2 separate regions of the Hordeum vulgare genome follow, and region 2 is linked to region 1. The links are chromatin contacts, called in public Hi-C maps. All regions are on one chromosome and are shown on one strand. Each heading gives the region's core, a stretch centred on a gene start, on an enhancer-like site or on the middle of the called end of the contact. The rest is flanking DNA. Distances are from core to core; before and after follow the strand shown.

The links. Hi-C and Micro-C count contacts between places; a contact is called where the count stands out from the background.
Region 2: a contact with region 1 is called in a Hi-C map of leaf, with 4 times the contacts expected there. The contact joins the promoter of LOC123445481 here to the enhancer-like site in region 1. A contact is called at or near these places in 2 of 6 Hi-C or Micro-C datasets (leaf and seedling).

The regions. Positions count from the first base shown.
Region 1 is chr3H:595,541,111-595,543,661 of MorexV3_pseudomolecules_assembly, forward strand. No RefSeq gene overlaps it. Among protein-coding and RNA genes, the nearest start is that of LOC123440931, 46 kb to the left of the region's middle. Within about 2 kb of position 1,276, at least 2 of the 3 cell types and tissues checked have open chromatin away from gene starts, as enhancers often do. A contact at or near this core is called in leaf, where this site is marked.
Region 2 is chr3H:595,657,656-595,660,206 of MorexV3_pseudomolecules_assembly, forward strand. It overlaps LOC123445481 (alpha-1,3-mannosyl-glycoprotein 2-beta-N-acetylglucosaminyltransferase-like), which reads left to right and starts at 1,272. Exons shown (of 16, transcript XM_045122467.1): 1 at 1,272-1,394; 2 at 1,572-1,628; 3 at 1,701-1,789; 4 at 2,044-2,089; 5 at 2,183-2,245; 6 at 2,543-2,551. The coding sequence starts at 1,737.

The DNA of each region.
Region 1 (2,551 bases), core at 26-2,525:
ATGTCATTATGATATATTTGTACGCCCACCGAAAAATATATGATATATTTGTTAGAAAATATTCTCTATGTTTTAGGCCCAAAATATATGACCTCGGCCATCTAGGCATGGTCCATTGTTATAAAGCATATGGCATTGTATCGATTCCTCGAGCTAGCCTTTGTCTCTAACACTCTCTCCCCAACAACATTTCCCCTCTGCACCTAGATAGTATTTGCAAATAAAAAACATGGACAACGTCATGGACTAAAGATTCAGGAGGTATAGAGCAGTAGCAAATGAGCAAAGTGGAGTCAATTAGGTGGATTTGGACGCTTGCATGGAAATGAGAGGCATCTGGACAGGTTTAGTTCCCGCATCACCTGTTGTAGCTAAGGGAGAAGCACGCGCGCATCATTTCAGTCGACGTTTTGAAAGGTCTCTCCAAGAGGTGCATAATTTAATATGATAGTGTGGGCTCTTTCTTTAGAGGCAGAGTCATAAAACCACTACTGGAGGACATCATCCGGACATGTCCTCCTCATCGCCATTAGCGTTAGAAGCCCATCCAGTCATCTGGCTCTGTCACTTGGTTTTCACACTTACTCATTCGGTCGGTCATCTGGCTTTGTTGTTAGCTCAGGAAATGTTTTTACTGAAGTTTTGTAGTTCTGAAAAAAGGTAAGGAAACTAAAAGAAGTTATGGATTGAAAACAAAGTTCAAGAATTATATAAAGTATATGAATTTGGAAAATTTAAAAGAGTTCATAATATTTAAAAAATCATAGATTGGAAACAAATTCACAGATTTAGGAAATATTCTTGGATTTGAAAAAAATAACAAAATTTGAAAAATAAATTTCATGAACTTAGAAAGACACCACAGATTTGAAAAAAAACACGAATTAAAAAACTGTTTACGGAGTTCATGATTTTGGTTTTTTGCGAATTTAATAAAAGGTACCAAATTTGAAAAAAGCTCATGAATCTTAAAAAATGTTCGTGAATTTAAAAATTCAGGGATTTCATAAATGTTTGCGAATTTTAAAAGGTCCGTGAGTTTTGAAAAAGGTTGCGAATTTTGAAAACAAACAAACAAAAAAAAGTTTTTTAACCAAAGAAAAATTACTATCAAAACCAGGAGAACCTTCTGGAAGGTTGCTAAAACCAGGGGAAAAAATGAAATGTTATATGTGTTGGGCCACTATGAAACCATCAAAGTGTTTAGGCGCTCAATGGTATATTTGGCGGCACTATAAGGATTTGCCCAGGGGAGACCACATGTTTCCCGAATAGGAAACATGGGGCAACCAAATGCGCAGGCCGACGCCCTTTGTTCGGCCCGGTGTGGGGCGCTGGGTGTTCTATATTTCTTCGTTGTTTTTTTTTTTCCTTTTTTTACATTTGCTTTTCATTTTAAATAAAATTCAAAGATTTTTTTTTTTGAATTTAAAGAAACTAGTAGGGTGCACCCCTCAAATGCACGGGCAAGCCAGTATTGTCGTTGCAAAGTAAAGTTCATGTATTTTTTGCAAATTAAATTTGGTATATTCAATTTGAAGTCATATTTCTCACGAGATATAGTAACAAAATATTTTTTCAATATGATATATCAACAAACTATTGAGTGAGGATTTTTACGAAGACTCTCATCGAACATGTTGTGCAGGAAATAACCTAGTCTTCCCTTCACAAATTGAATTTTAATATTCAACAAATTTTTGAGTCGTAATATATTGTGCAATGTGATAGAACAACAATAGATCATTTGAGCTCTACTATAAAGACCCTCATACAACACAAACTCATGCATGATGGTCCACTAAATCATTGTCTGTTAGCGAGGTAATGATAGGCAACTCCTCTTGTGGTTGTGTGCATAAGTAGCACATCCAGATTTGTCTCCAGATTATTAGAGTAACTTTTACCAGTTAGCTATAAAAATGGTGTCTCTAAGAAGTTTATAATCATCGATGAGGATTTTTGTGGTAACACAGATTTTCTTAGGATGCTAAAAATCCAATAATTAAATAACTTTACAACATATGGAATCTAACTAAGGTTGACAAATAAAGCAACATGAAAATTTATAATTTGTAAGTTACTAAAACCATAATGATAATTAAAGTATCCATAATTTTGTGATAAAGTTTTTCTATTGTAAATATTTAATTAATACTAAATGTATATATGCTATATTAGGAGACATTAAAAACATGTAGGAATATGACGTCTATCATTTTATATTTGGTATGACATGAATATAAAATCTTGAGATGCATTGACTATATCCAATATGTGTAGATGTATTTATAAACATTGTTAGAATAGAAAACAACATTCTGAAAAATATAAGCAAATTTGAGCATGTTTAGGTCTACAAAAAATATATAAGGTTTAGTATTATGCTAGAGGTATGATGGCTGTGGATGAAAAGTCTACTATGTCCACTAAATTGAAGGTGAAATTGATGTTGAAGTCTGATGACAGATCCAGATTTCTTCTAAACAATTGCAGCTCCATAGTAGAGACACTAATTAAATTCATTCATGTTGAATTTGTGGACCATGTA
Region 2 (2,551 bases), core at 22-2,521, 120 kb after region 1:
GAGTCAACACTCGCCGGAAACAAGAGAGAGGGTCGACTGAGAGGAAGAGCTCATCTGATGCGATCCAACCAAACCCGACTTTGCCTCCTGAGCACACTGCGTGTGCCTCCCCCGCCATGTCATCTCCGTATGCGGGCCCCAACAAAGTGTGATGCGAGTTCGTTGATCTAGCTCCAATTATGGTTTTTCTTTGGCGCAATTAACTCCATGTGAAATCCTTCTCGCAAAAAGAAAACTCCATGTAAAGCAAAACAGTGTCGCAAAATGCCAATAGCGGGCAATCTCATTGTTTGAAAAACAAAAACATATTTTAAATTTTAAAAATCATATATGGATGTATTCTACATGTGTGTAAATATTGTAGATAAAATCGTGATTTTCAAACCATTGAACAGTACAAATACTGTTCGCTTTTAGAAATGCAGGATTTCATTGTCAGATTTTATATACATGTAGAATAGATCTATATGAATGTGTAGAATTATTTTGAATTTTCTTTTTTATAAAACTCTAACATGCAATTTCCTGCAAAAAAAAACCCCAACATGCAATTACCAATTAACTATTTTTTGCAAAATAACTACTTCCTTCGTTCTTAAATATAAGTCTTTTTAAAGGTTACATGTGAAAGGGAATCGTTTCTGGCCGGTGCACCGGCCGAATCGTTCGGCCGGCCGCACGCGACCGCCTGCGCCCGCTGACTGGTCATGCAACATTTTTTCGTTTAAATTATTGCAACCACCGTCATATTTGCTGTAAGCGTTATTTTTTTCCTACATTTTGTCCAGTAAAAAAGCTGCATATACGTTTGGTTGCAACTCCAGTTCTTCGAATTTTTCGTTACAATCAATGTTTTTATTTTTGCTATAACCGTGTTAATTTTTGCTACAACCGGCATCATTTTTTGCTGCAACCATTCACTAAAAAAGTTGCATACACATCACACGTAAATATTTGTTACAATCGGCGTTTCACTTTTGCTACCACATACCATCAGCTGTGTTTTTTTCCTACGTATCACGTAGATATTTATTTTGCTACAAATTTTGTTTTTTGTTGTAACCGTTGGAAAAATTGCTGCAATCGCATCGAAATTTTGCTGCATCAAAAAAAAAATATTACATGAAGATCCAACGGTGCGGACGCGCGGGGTTGATGGATCGTGCGGCCTGCGCACGGCCGGCCCAAAGTTTCGCGCGCCGGCCCAGATCACTCCCCCGTGTGAAATCTTTGTCGCAAAAAGAAAAAAATCCGTTCACAGCGGAGTGAAAGTCAGGCTGGGGGTTGTTCTTCCTCCGCCGCGCACGGCCTGCACGCCGGCGATTGCTCATAACCCGCGTTACATCCGCCGCCTCCTCCTCGTCGCCGCCGCCGCGGCCTTCATCTACATCCAAGTAAACCCCCTCCCTCCCTCCTTTGCTCTGCTCTCTCCGGCTCTCCCCGTATCAGATCCATTCCGCTCAGCCAGTCGCCGGCCGGGGATCTGACCGCCTCCACCCTCATCTCCTCCACCCGAAAATCAGATTAGCCGAGTAGATTTCCCCTTGATTCGGTTCCCCCTTTCTGTTCAGGTGCGGCTCTTCTCTACCCAGTCTCATGACGCCGGACGCCTCGCCCTCGCCGGAGCAGTACGCCCCCCTACCCATCTCCAGTATCTGATATATACAGGATCCAAACTCTTAACTTGTTCTGCTCTACAGGATCAACCTGATCTCCCCGTCGCCGCTGTTGTCATAATGGCTTGCAATCGACCAGACTATTTGCAGAGGACGGTCGAATCTATCCTCAAGTACGTTGCTTTGTCTCCACTCCTTTGTTTTCCCAAAAAGAAAATTTTCCGATGCTGTTATATGTTGATGGAGTACTCTGTTATATGTGAAATCAAGTTCCTTTTAATCTTATCACCTCACTAGTCATACAACATCTCATAAAGAGAACTTGGGCCACTTTGGTGACAGCTCCTTTTATTTACTTCCATGTAGCTTCAGTTTGTACTTCGTAGAACACAGTACCTGACCAAATGATGGACAATAACTCTTCCAGGTATCAGAAAGCAGTTGCTTCAAAGTTTCCATTATTTATATCGCAGGTAATGCTAATAGGTAATAGCAATTTCAGTTCTTCTTCTCGGTCTCTTTATGTGTGTGGAAGGATATTTTTACTTTGCTTCTTCCAATTGCAGGATGGAACAAATGGAGATGTAAAAAATAAGGCCCTGAGTTATACCCAAATAAGATATATGCAGGTGTGGAAAGAAACACTTGCTCTATGCTTAATTGCCTCATATAACAGAGCACACTCTGCTTCTCCAGTAATATTGCTGGATAGCTGATACAAGTTATTCCGTGACTGCTTACTCTTAAGTAACCATATGAGTGCAAAAATAAAAATTATAAATTTGGCCTGCAAGAAGGTGTAGGTGTACCAAGAGGCAGCAGCGGATCTACGTAGCATTTACAGTATTTTTCTAGGCATACAGCCTACCAGCAAATGATTTGTTTAGCTAGCACTCAATGTTCCTTTTCCCTTTCATGTGTTGCAGCATGTAGAT